Linked DNA regions of Mus musculus: regions 2 and 3 are each linked to region 1. The links are chromatin contacts, called in public HiChIP or PLAC-seq and capture Hi-C maps. All regions are on one chromosome and are shown on one strand. Each heading gives the region's core, a stretch centred on a gene start, on an enhancer-like site or on the middle of the called end of the contact. The rest is flanking DNA. Distances are from core to core; before and after follow the strand shown.

Region 1 (4,161 bases), core at 827-3,326:
GCCTGGGTTCCTGAGATGTCACAAGGCTCAAGGTGCGATCCTTTAAAAAGCCACTCCAGGGATGTGGCTGGCTTCCCAAGGGAGGAAGTACTGCTTGAGATCTTACAGATCCAAGTCATAGGGAGAGCACAAGCACAGGGCCCGATCCACGACCCCAGTACACTGGCCCTCCACTCTGCAATGCCTCCACCCTTCCTCCCAGGCTGTCTGCACGCAGTCACTTGAGGCTGTCTCAATATTAACTACTATTGTGACGATGCTGAAAGTCCCCAAGAACTTACATACTTCAAATAACTTTAAACACAGCCATGCTCAGGAGGCTGAGGCAGGAGGATGGCAAGGTTAAAGCTAACCTGGGCCACACACCATGAGACGTCATCCGGAAACTCCAAAATTAAGGCAAGCAAAAATACAGTCAGTCACAAGTCAGTCACGATAGGGATACAAGGAGAAACGGGTGGCGGGGGGACTTCCCAGATGGCTTTGACGGCACTAGTGCCACACGGGATCACAGTCAGATCACAGGGTATGCCATTAGACAAAACGCAGTCTCAGGGTACACAAGTGTGCTGCTCTACATGTGACTATAAACTTGTGAGGTAACTGTGGCCAGAGGTAAAGTCTGAGGCCATGCGTCATTAAATACCCACCTGATGGAAGAAACCGTCCATGAAATGATCCTTCTCCACAATGACGACAGCAGTGTCTCCATCGTCGTTTGTCCTACACTGGAACAGAAAACATTTCCCAGGTGTCACAAAGGCCGAAGAGCGACTCAGGGCCCCAGCTCCTCAGCTCACGGGACACCAAGTGCAGGGGAGGAGCCATGCTCCACAGCCTGCAACCATCCAATAGTGCAGCTTCTACCTGGTGACAGAAACATGGGCTGGAAAAAAGGGGGCAGCCGGGGGAGTCAATGAAGGCCAGATCCCCACGGCAGGTGCTGCCATCTACACCAGAGTCAGGGCCATTCGAAACAGATTGTTCTCCATGAAGAGATTACTACACACACACACACACACACACACACACACACACACACACACACAGAGTCATCCTGGGGACTGACGCAGGGCTCTGAGCATGCTCGGTATCTTCTCTGAACACTGGGCTACATCACTATCCCTGTAATGTTTATACTTTCTGTAAAGATTAAAAATGCTACTGGGGGTAGAGGCTGGAGAGATGGCTCAGTGGTAAGGGCGCCGGCTGCTCTTCCAGTGGTCCTAAATGTAGTTCCCTGCACCCACAGGGTGGCTCTTAACTTCTAAAACTCTAGCCTCATGGGACCTGATACCCTCTTCTGGTGTGCAGCATACATGCAGGAAAAATAAAACAAATTTTTAAAAAATAACACATGAAAATAATAAGCTGCTACCAGGTTTGGTGGCCCGCCCCTGTAATCCCAGCCCTTAGGAGACAGAGGCAGAATGGTTAGAAGTTCCAGATCAGCTCCATTACAGAGTGAGTTCAAGGCCAGCTTGGGAAACAGGAGACCTTATCCAAAAACAAACAAAAACTTTGAGTGCATGGTAACTTCCAAGATATGTCGGCGCATGCATACTTTCTAAGAGGGCGATGACCACCGCGCACTGTGTTTAATAATAATAAACACCCTGACAAGGAGAGAGGGGTTGAGGAAGACAGAATCAATAACAGTGGGGGAGAAGAAGGCATTTCAGACAAGGGCTAGAATGGGGCTACTTGTTCGAAACAGCCTAAGGCGGGATCCAAGACAACAGGAGTAGGCACTTCCGAAGCTCCCTGCATGGCCTTGGGTCAGGAGAGTTGCCCAGCTGCTGCCTCTGAGGCCTGCCTGGAACCTTGAGAGCACAGGATGCAGGAGGGATGCTGGTCCTGACTGGGCAGCCTCTCTTCCGGGCTGCCCAAGCCTCTGGCAGCACAGACAAGTCTCAGTTAGCCAGAAGCAGTTTTTGTGGACAGCTATACGTGGCCCCTCGAAGATGGTCTCTATCTAAGTCCTATTGCTGAGCCCTGCCTGCCAGGAGGCGCAGGGGAGGGACCTGCTGAGCTCTATCCTCCAGGGCAGCCAGCGCCATGAGTCAGCACGATCAGGCCTCCTTTCCGGCAGCCAAGCCCAGCAAGGCATCTTAGGAACCTCCATTGCTTGGGGGCCTTTACCAGCCTTTACCCTGCAGGCCTGACACACAGAGGTGTTCCTTTACTGCCCACTACTACCCAGGAAACCTTGCAGACAAGATATCACTGCAGTTCTCAGCTAAGAAAAATCTGCAAATTTAAGAAGCATGGTCAAAGTTGGAGTGTGGTGCATATTTACTTACTTATTTACTCATTCATTCATTCACTTTTTTTTTTTTTTAATTCCTAGCACTCAGGATACAGAAGCTGGGGAATCACTGTGAGTTCGAGGTCAGCATGATCTACATAGTGAGTTCCAGGCCAGTCAGAGTTACACAACAGAAAGACTGTGCCAAGAAGAAGAAAAAATAAAAAGCCACTGGTTCCACACAGGACCCTCACTAAGGCCCAATCAGCTCTTCCCAAACCATATCCCCTCTCCTCTAGTGCTGATTATTTGGATAAGACAGCTGGTTAGTTACAGCTGGAGTGCTGCTCTAAAACACACACAGGAGTGTGAGAGCAACCTTTGTCACCAGGGACATAACACAGCCACGACCAGCTTAATGAAAAATGGGTATCACCTAAAAGGTTATCTTCTATATTCATGAAGCATAGCGCAGCGTGCGCGCACACACACACACACACACACACACAGGGATGCCCCTTCTGTGTGACTTCCCCCAAGAAGCCTACCCGCTGCTCTCCAGATGCCTGGAATGACGGGCAGTGCTGAAGAATTACAGGCTGTCCCAACAGCCCTCAGCAAGGGAACCACATGTGGAATAGGGGCACTGCCATGCCTTGTTAGGGTGGCTCACTCCAGGGGTTGGGGATGGTGTGTGTGTGAGGACAAGCTAAAATCATCAAGCTGACTCGGTCAGCAAGGAAGACAGCAGGCAGCTGAGAACAAAGCAGAGGTTGGCCCAGGGAGCTCTGTATCCTTGGGGATGGAGTGTCAAAGATGGGTATCTCAGAATCTAGGAGCTGCAAGGAGAAATCCAGGCTTTCAGAGATGCTGACACCCTGATTTCACACCTGAAGTCTCAAATTGCCTTAGGAAACTGGAGCAGGAGGATCTCCAGTTTGAAGCCAGCAAGCTAGACCATAAGTACTTAGGAGGCAGAGAGAGGTGGATCTCTGTGAGTTCAAGGCCAGCCTGGTCTACAGAGCAAGTTCAAGGGCAGCAAGAGCTACACAGAGAGGCCCCAAAAAACAACCAAATACACAAACCAAACAAACTTGAAGCTACTCTGTACAACACATCGAGGTAGGCGGATTCCGAGTTTGAGGCTAAACTGGGCTTCAGAGTAAACTCTAAGCCTGGGATATACAGCAAGTCAAAGATAATGCAAAGTAGGAAGGAGAGAGGGGGGAGGGGGAGGGGAGGGTCACGGTGGGGTGAGACTGTGAGCACCTCAAGAACTCCGTTTCTGGCAATCTTCTCTGAGCACGAGCCATGGCCTGAAACGTGCCCAGAGTCTCGAGGGTACACTGCCTTGAGGCAGACGTTCAAGAAAGGGTGATGACAGAATCAGGGGGCACAGGGAGAGAAAACAAACGGCAGCTCCATGCAGGCTGCTGGGACAGAAGGTGGCCACTGCCAGGGCCACTGAGAGAAGCCAGACAGAGACTTCCTGGTGGGGAAGTTGTGAGCGAGCGAGGCAGAGAGAGAGGCAATCCGCAGGGCTGCAGGGCTGCAGAGGCCCGGGGTAGCTGTCAGGAAGCAGGCTCATCCCGCAGCCAAGAGGACGAGAGGAAGTCCAGCAATGGCAGATGCTCTCAGGCAGTAGAGGTCAGATATATCTTGAGCAAAAACAGGAAATAATTGGTCTATGGAAAAATCCAAACTCTTATACATGACCTGATCCATTCTGATTTACTGACGTCCTAAAAGGCAACTCATAGCTCCTCCTCAGTCTTCCGCCCTCGACCACGGGACACCACTGCACGTAGCCAACTCAAATCTGTCTCCAGGGCCGCATCTAGCTCTGGCCTGGGACTCTTATCTGTGCTTGTGCGTTCCAGAGGTCGGAGACAGAATCACTCTGGACATAAGAG
Region 2 (4,161 bases), core at 492-2,991, 860 kb after region 1:
CTCTTAAGTGCAGTATTAAGGACAAAGGAACCAAACCCTCCAGTGTCCAAAAGATGACATTTTTTAAACTCTCTCCCTTTTTGCTTTCTCCCTGGCTGGTTCAGCTTTCACTTCTGGGAAATTCTGCAGAAGGAAAATGCTTCCTTTGTGAGGTGTGCCAAAGCCTTGCTGCCAGAACCTAGCCTCGCTGGCCTCTGAAACGAGATACTCAATATGTGGCAAGGCTGGTCTCGAACTCTCGATCCTCCTACCTCAGCTTCCTGGGTCCTGCTGGGATTACACACCACGCCCACTATTTAAAAGCCCCAGTAAAGCAAATGATTTATGAAGTGAAGATGTGCATTGTGGGAGAACCAAAGTCAGTGCCCCTCTAGGAAGACAAATGCCAGAACCTTCTCTGAGAGTTAGCTAATCATGTAGGGCCTTCTGTGTATCCTGCAGACATGTCCCTGAAGAAGAACTGGATCTTATGAGGTCAATAAATCCTTTTTTTTTTTTAAGATTTATTTATTTATTATATGTAAGTACACTGTAGCTGTCTTCAGACACACCAGAAGAGGGCATCAGATCTCGTTACGGATGGTTGTGAGCCACCATGTGGTTGCTGGGACTTGAACACTGGACCTTTGGAAGAGCAGTCGGGTACTCTTACCCACTGAGCCATCACACCAGCCCGAGGTCAATAAATTCTTATGTATATCAGGAAGCACAATATAATTGTTGTTTGAGATAGGGTTTCATGTAGCCCAGGCTAGCCTCAAGCTCCTTGTGTAGCCACAAATGACCTTGAACTCCTGCTTTCACTTCCTCAAATATCCATAACTTTAGCTAGACAGTTATGAGCGCCTGTTCTTGCTGAGGAGGGGTTCAATTCCTACCACCCACAAGGTGGGCTCAGCTATCTATACAACTCCAGTTTCAGGGTTTCTGATGCCTTCTTGTGACCTCTACAGGTACTGCATGCATGTGGGTTACATAAAATGCATGCAGCTAAAACATACATAAAATGCATAAATCTTAAAAAAAAAAACAAGAAAACTATAGACATCAACAAAGGTGCACAGTAGAGAAGCCAGAAGGCTTATAGCTCCCAGAATACATGTGCTCTATGCCCTTCCATTTCTGCCTATCACGGTCTCAGCTGCGTTGGATTTATTATTTATTTATTTATTATCTATTTTAGCTGTACCAGAGGTTGAATTTGGAGACCTTACACTCACCACAGGGTTACATTCCCAGCCTCATTTTTATTTTGAAATAAGCATCACTAGACTTCCCGGGCTGGGCTAGAACCCGTGATCCTACTGTCTCGGGGCAACAGGCACATGCCACAGCACATCCAGCTCCAGCTGTAATTACTGCTGTTTACTGGGAACACCCTGTGCTTCTAGAGGCAAGCCTTTGAGAGCACAGAGTAGGGCCACCTATTCCTTTGCAGAAGGCTACTTGGGGCATCCTCTTCTCACAAGTCCCTCTGTCTGCTTTCCCCTGGGCCCCCGCTGCCCTTCAGAAGTCCTCCTCCTCAGCCAAGGAGAGGAGCACAGCCTTGGGCGTGTTCTCGAAGAGGGCGGCTCTGTTCTGCTGTTGCCCTTTCTTCACCCAGTGGCCGTAGATACGGAAAGCATAGGCGTCAATGAGCCTCCGCAGCGGCCGAAGGGCGTAGGGGTCTCGGATGACGATCTCCCTGGTTACCGGCTTCACCCGACGGTACTGGTAGTAGATCTTTACTGATGCCAGCACAGTTAGACAGATCACCTGCAGGGGGCAGCACTTAGAACCCTCAGCCCGCAGCAAAGCTTGTCGGGAAACCTTAGCTGGCTTTGGGGGTGCCCTTCATGATGTCCCCTATTCCCAGGCTACAAGCATCTGTAGGGATTTAGGTAACAGGGTCGGTTAGCTGACATCCCCTGCAACCAGAAATTGAATTGGAACAGTGGGTACAAGGCATTCCCTCATAGCTTAAAGCTCTGAGAGCCTGGTGCCAGCAGGAGCCAACAGCAGCCTCCCCCAAGAGCCTTAGGGAAGGTTAAATTTCAGTACCTTGAACTTCCCTCGGGGGCTGAAGTGCCGTACTTCTTCTACTACGTACTCCTGAAAGAAAGGGTGTGCCAAGGCCTCTTCCGCCGAGCAGCGGTCCTGAGGTTGCACCACCAAGAATCGAGACACCTGGGAGAACATAAGGGACCTGAGAATATCATGGCAGCGTTCTGGAAAACACCGGGGGGTGAGTGTCGGTCCTGATTGCCAACTTGCTAGGATTTAGGACCACAATGGAAGCAGGTCTCTGGACCTGTCTGTGAGGGATTGTTCACACAGGTTGAGGTGAAAAGCTACACCCTAAATGTGGGTGGTTCCAGTTCATGGGCTGGGGCCCTGGATGGAAAAGAGAAAATGAGCTAGCTAATCCCCAACATTAATCTCCCTCTGCTTCCTGACTGTGGATGGTCCTCACAGATCTGTAGCCATAAACAAACCCTTCCTTCCTTAAGTAGGTTTTTTTTTTTTGGGGGGGGGGGCGTTTCAAGACAGGGTTTCTCTGTGTAGCCCTGGCTGTCCTGGAACTCACTTTGTAGACCAAGCTGGCCTCGAACTCAGAAATCCGCCTGCCTCTGTCTTCCAAGTGCTGGGATTAAAGGCATGTGCCACCATTTCCTGGCCCTTCAGTGGTTTTTGCTAGGTTGTTTTTTTTTTTTTTTAAGATTTATTTATTTATTATATGTAAGTACACTGTAGCTGTCTTCAGACACACCAGAAGAGGGAGTCAGATCTTGTTAGGGATGGTTGTGAGCCACCATGTGGTTGCTGGGATTTGAACTCAGGACCTTCGGAAGAACAGTTGGGTGCTCTTACCTGCTGAGCCATCTCACCAGCCCCTTGCTAGGTATTTTATTAACATTATTGAGACAGATACAGTGATCCCTCCACTCTGGAACATGCTCCTGTCCCTTGACATCTGGGGAGCGGGCGGCCATGGCCTCTCACCAAGTCTTTCACTGTGTCAGAGTAGTCATCCCACTCTGGTGAGCCAAACTGGTATTTGCCGTCCATGATCATCCGCAACATCAGCATTTGCTTCCGGTGCCAGAAAGGCGGGGAGCCAGCCAGCAGAGTGTACATGATGACGCCTGTGCTCCACCTGGAGGGTGGGCGGGGCCTCGTGTCACCTTTAGCCTCACGGGTAGGGGAAGCATGCAGGAGTAGTCTCACTGGAGTCAGGCCACCTCTTCCCCCCCAACCCCCTAGGTCCCCCAGATCACTTACATGTCCACCTCCTTCCCATAGCCAGGATGGCCGTCGTCCATGGAGCACTGTATGATTTCAGGGGCCAGATAACTGGGAGTCCCACAAACCTCTGCGGGAACGGCTGCTATCAGGACAGGACACCAGGGGCCCTCCCTTGGAAGAAGTTACCCAAGAGATCCAAGAGACAGGACAAAAACAGTGCTTGGGAGGGCTCTCCTATTTTACACTCAATAGTAACAGCAGACTACACAGGCTCGGAGGGTCACCTGTGGATTCCTAGGTCCTTTTAGGCACCCGGGCGTGGAGCTCAGGTGGTGGGAACCTGACTCTGGAACTCAGAAATTCACCTGCCTCTGTCTCCCAAGTGCTTGGGATTAAAGGCGTGCGCCACCACGCCCCGCTTTCACCTTGCTTTTTGAGACAGGATTTCTCACTGGCCTGAAGCTGACTGATTCAGGCAGACCAGCCAGCAACCCCGAGAGATCCTCCTAGCTGCCAGCCTATTGCTGGAGTTACATGGGCTCTGGGGATTCGAACTCAGGTCCTCATGCTTGTGTCCTCATTTGATCCACTGAGCCATCTCATTAGCCACTGACATGCTAGAATTTTTATTCTGGGGAGAAAATCATGCAATCTCTACCCTTGAGGCCTCTTTATGGGCCAAGGCCATACATAGTACCAGACCTCGGAGCTTCTCTCCTGGCTGCAGCTGGCAGGAAAACCCGAAGTCTGTGAGCTTTATATTCATGTTGTCATCCAAAAGGATATTCTCCGGCTTCAGGTCCCGATGGACAATGTTGAGTTTGTGCAGGGTACAGATCACCTCCAGCAGGGCCCGCATGATCTTTCTGGAGGGAGATGCATGGCATTGGCTTATTATTTTTAGTTTATTTATGTTGCTGTTGTTGTTTAAGAGAA
Region 3 (4,161 bases), core at 663-3,162, 790 kb after region 1:
TGGTGATGCTGTGATATTCTCTGTTGAGAATGACAGAGTCACTGGGACATAGTTCAGAAGTTAAGCTCCCGACCAAAAAGTGTAAGCTAGGTGTGGTGGTGTGTGCCTGTACTACCTGCATTTAGGAGGTAGGCAGATCGAGCCAGAGGCTCGTGGGTTAAGAGCACTGGCTGCTCTTCTAGAGGCCCTGCATATAACTCTCAACATCTAACATGGCAGCTCACAACTACAGCCCTATAGGATCTGATGCCCTCTTCTGGTAAGCAGATATACATGCAGACAGAACACCTATATACATTAGATAAACAAACAAACAAACAAGAGGTAGGTAGAGGCAGGAGGATCAGGAGTTCAAGGCTAGCCTTGTCTGCATAGTGAGACCCTGTCACAAAAACAAAACAAACCACAAACAAACAAAAAGCAGCTCCAATATATTCTTGGCTAATGTTTTAAGGACTTTTATATTAAGTAAACACGAGTCTTCTTCATGCCTCGTTATCATCTGCACAGCTTTTGTGGTTTTCAAACCTACAACTCCACTTGAAAACATTACACTAGCATACTTACTGCAGCCAGAAGAGCAGAGGTTTGGGAATAACTAAATGTCAGCCATGTGACTGGTTGTTTCTCTTTCCTTTTTAAATTTCCTGTATTCAGGACCTTTGTACCGGTTAAACCGGCACTCATCCTCTGAGCTACATACCCTATAGTTCTGTTTTCTTTAGACAGGGTCTTCCTATGTAGCCACGGCTGGCCTGGAACTTGCTATGCAGACCAGGCTGGCCTTGAACTCACAGAGATCTGCTTGCCTCCCGTGTTGTGACTATGCCTGGCTCTGTATAGTAGAAGAATAAGAATTTTTCTTTCCTATCAAAATGGCAAAGCCTTCAGTATATATAGCTCAGTGGAATACGTCCAATGGCATTACGAGTTGTCATCTGTGTGGAGAAGTGATTCATATTCATATACATGTTTAAAAATTCAGTACGTATCTATATGTTAAGTGCTCAACATACAGACAGGAAAAACACTTATACGCTTAATATTATTTTCTTTTTAAAAAAATGTTTAAAAGAATGCTTTCAAAGACTGGGCACCACTGTCCAGCCATTAGTTGTTAGTTTTTAGCAGGCTTAGTAGCTCATACCACTTTGGAAGTTGAAGCAGGACTGCTACGAGTTAGAATACCAGTCCGTGTTAGACAGTTCGTGGTCTAGCTGGGACATAGAATGAAACAAGGATTACTATTTGTTTCATTATTTTAAAAAAATTAAAACAAAATCCATTTTAGTTTTCAAGCTGCCTCAATGACCTGGGCCCTAAGAACAGACTGATCCTGAGTCTCCTCAACGCCCATCGCACCACTCCTAAAGCCATCTAGTACTTTCTACCTAGCGTAGTCCTCCCGTCAACCTCCGGGGTCTTAAAACGACCAGGGTACAGGGGAAGGCTCCATTTTCTGTGCTCCCCAATTTACGGATAAAACAGGCAAGGAAAAAAAAAAAATGAACCTGGGAAATCTCGCGAGAGTGTGAGGGAAGCATCCCGGAGTCCAGTAGCTAGAGACACCCTGCAACTAGAGGCCGACGCCTCTGCTTCCTGTCACACCCAGTCGAGTGCAGAGGCCGAAGCATCCCTCACACACGACCTGCAGGGCTTTTCCTGCACCGCGGAGCCGCGCAGCCTCCACGCTGCAAACTCTTAAAAGCGCCGAACCGTGACGCTGGGGGGCGAGCACAACGGAACCTTAAGATCCAGAGTGCCGATGACGGGAGAACCAGTTTCTCAGATGCGCAATGACGTCGCAACTGGGCGTGGTGGGCGGGTCTTAGAGAGACCAGCGTTGGATTAAGCCAATCAGCGGGCGGCAGGAGGGTCGCCACCCAATGGAGGTGCTCTGTGGGCACGCCGGGGGCGGGCCGGGTGCGTAAGACTTTTCGAGAAGACCCCGCAGAGAGCACGTTGTTCTCGGCCTCTCCCGGAGCTAGGCCAGCCATGGCGGCGGTAAAGACCCTAAATCCGAAGGCCGAGGTGGCCCGGGCCCAGGCAGCGCTGGCGGTGAACATCAGCGCGGCTCGGGGCCTGCAGGATGTTCTGAGGACCAACTTGGGGCCTAAGGGCACCATGAAGATGTAAGCCCGGGCTGGCGGGAGGGCGGGCCTGGCGGCTCGATGGCCGCAAACTCGAGTCGCTGCCTCCAGGCCTTCGCGCTAGCGTTTTCTTTCTCCCATGTCTGGGCTGCATCCCATCCAAACCCCCCGAATCCGCGCCTTTCGGGGTTGGCATTTGCACCTATTTCTTATAGAGGAAGAGAGTGGCGTGTGCAACCTTCCCGAACCCAGCCCCGGGCCCCGAGTTTACTGGGATGTAGGAGTAAAGTCCAAATTTCAGGGGATCTGTTTTTGTTACCTCGTTAGCTAGCAAATGAATAAAGTTCACTGAGACATAGCGCTTGGATTTTTTTTTAATTAGTCTTAATTCACTCTCTTTTCTCGCCTCTCGTATCCGTTCCTCAAATTGCGGTTGCTTTGGAGTCGTATATTTCATAGCCTCCTTTGGTTCCCTTTACACCTCATTCTTTTTTGTGGGAATTTTCTTTATGTATTTAGTTGAGATCGGGTCTGACTGATAAGTTACGGCTTGTCTGGAACTCCCTGTGATTCACTTGCCTTCAAGAGGGGATGGGGGATATACATTACCTCCCCTTGGCTGCTTTGTGGAATTCTTACTTGTTTTGTTTTAATTAGAAAAAGTCACATCCTTGCTCATCAATTCCTTCCCATTTGGCAGGCTTGTATCTGGTGCTGGAGACATCAAACTTACTAAAGATGGCAATGTGCTGCTTCATGAAATGGTAAGAGGCTGCCGGGCTGGGTTTAAAAAAAAATTTTTTTTTTTGACCTCTTGCTCCATTTGAGGTGAATAAAATTCTTCATCAGGTCATCATGTCTTTCAGGCAGAAATATAGGAAGTGCTTTAGTGGGTGAGGAACTCTGTCAAATGTGACACATGTGTTTGGATCCTTGGGTTTTTTGTTTGTTTTGGGGGGGTCTACTTTGTAGTCTGGGCTAAAATAAAAAATTGTATAAAAGAATATTGTTATCTCTACTTTAGCTAAATATTGTACCACATAGCTATAATCCCGGCACTCAGCCAGATCTCTTGAGTTCAAAACCAGGTAGAGCTACATAAGCATAGTGAGACCTTGTCTCAAAAACAGGGCAATGGGAAAGAAAACCAAAAAATAAATGCTCATCTTTCCACTCAACTGCAGGAGAAATGAAAATCTTACTTTTGTTTGTTTAAGATAAATCTCACTGTGCAGCCCTGCTTGGCCTCAAACTGGGATTAAAGCTATGCCTCTCACACCGGGCTGTCTTATAGTTATTATTTTTGTCCCAGGGATCATATTAAATTGACCCAACTACCCATTTCCCTCACTTTCAGGTCCTATAGTTCAAACCCTAGTAAAGGGGATGGCTTGAAATCCAAGCAAAATGTAGCCAGCAGTACTGTGCAGTCTTAGTGGAAGGCATTGAAAGAAGCCTGTCCATGTTGTACCCTAGGTAATGGTTTAAGTCATTTAAATAGTTCTTTTTCTACCTACAGCAAATTCAACACCCAACAGCCTCTTTGATAGCAAAAGTGGCTACAGCCCAGGATGACATAACTGGCGATGGCACTACATCCAATGTCCTCATCATCGGGGAGCTGCTCAAACAGGCGGACCTGTACATTTCTGAAGTATGTATGCTTCTTGCTTCTGTGCTCTGTTTGGTGGGCTATTGGTACACAGTGATGTGAAGCTAGCTGAGGGCACACTGTGGAATGGTCGGGCTGCTTAGCTCTGGGAGCCTGTGCCTGTCTGTAACCTGGTCTGAAATGAGTGAAAAAAACCTGCCGACTGTATGTAAATGATTACATGTTTATCATTTACCTGCTAGCCTCAGACTCACAGGAGGTCTGTCTGCCTGTTACTGCTCCTACTGAGCCTATTCTCTGATCTCAAAATGATGTGAATTAGTTTCAGATGTCCTGTAGACAAGAGAAGAAGCAAGCTCTTACAGCAAAGTTTTAGGAGCCAGTTTTCGTGGATTGCACAGTGAACACCCAAGTGTGCTCTGTAGTTCCCTTGGCCTTGACTCTGTGCTAGAGTAAAGT

What was found. HiChIP or PLAC-seq counts read pairs in DNA pulled down with a chosen protein or histone mark. Capture Hi-C pulls out chosen DNA fragments and counts their contacts.
Region 2: a contact with region 1 is called in a capture Hi-C map of embryonic stem cells, with 4 times the contacts expected there. The contact joins two enhancer-like sites. A contact is called at or near these places in 2 of 39 promoter capture datasets (both in embryonic stem cells), 2 of 115 datasets of contacts at active chromatin or transcription factors (both in embryonic stem cells) and 2 of 9 other capture datasets (embryonic stem cells and liver).
Region 3: an H3K4me3 HiChIP or PLAC-seq map of bone marrow-derived macrophages shows a contact between it and region 1, with 6 times the contacts expected there. The contact joins the promoter of Cct6a here to the enhancer-like site in region 1. A contact is called at or near these places in 1 of 39 promoter capture datasets (the HPC-7 cell line), 6 of 115 datasets of contacts at active chromatin or transcription factors (bone marrow-derived macrophages, fetal liver, large pre-B cells and 3 more) and 1 of 9 other capture datasets (adipose tissue).

Annotation. Positions count from the first base shown.
Region 1 is chr5:128,998,860-129,003,020 of GRCm38.p6, forward strand. It overlaps Stx2 (syntaxin 2), which reads right to left. Exons shown (of 11, transcript NM_007941.3): 2 at 651-728. Among named protein-coding and RNA genes, the nearest start is that of Stx2, 7.6 kb to the right of the region's middle. Within about 2 kb of position 2,077, at least 99 of the 459 cell types and tissues checked have an H3K27ac peak or open chromatin away from gene starts, as enhancers often do. A contact at or near this core is called in the HPC-7 cell line, adipose tissue, bone marrow-derived macrophages and 3 more, where this site is marked.
Region 2 is chr5:129,862,935-129,867,095 of GRCm38.p6, forward strand. It overlaps Sumf2 (sulfatase modifying factor 2), which reads left to right. Exons shown (of 9, transcript NM_026445.2): 9 at 1-1,017. Phkg1 (phosphorylase kinase gamma 1) reads right to left here. Exons shown (of 10, transcript NM_011079.3): 6 at 3,928-4,091; 7 at 3,262-3,352; 8 at 2,983-3,136; 9 at 2,041-2,166; 10 at 497-1,755. The coding sequence ends at 1,507. Among named protein-coding and RNA genes, the nearest start is that of Phkg1, 14 kb to the right of the region's middle. Within about 2 kb of position 1,742, at least 35 of the 459 cell types and tissues checked have an H3K27ac peak or open chromatin away from gene starts, as enhancers often do. A contact at or near this core is called in embryonic stem cells, where this site is marked.
Region 3 is chr5:129,785,444-129,789,604 of GRCm38.p6, forward strand. It overlaps Cct6a (chaperonin containing Tcp1, subunit 6a (zeta)), which reads left to right and starts at 1,913. Exons shown (of 13, transcript NM_009838.2): 1 at 1,913-2,132; 2 at 2,791-2,854; 3 at 3,610-3,744. The coding sequence starts at 1,996. It overlaps Psph (phosphoserine phosphatase), which reads right to left and starts at 1,810. Exons shown (of 8, transcript NM_133900.4): 1 at 1,512-1,810. Gm23245 (a small nucleolar RNA gene) reads left to right here and starts at 4,096; the gene lies at 4,096-4,161.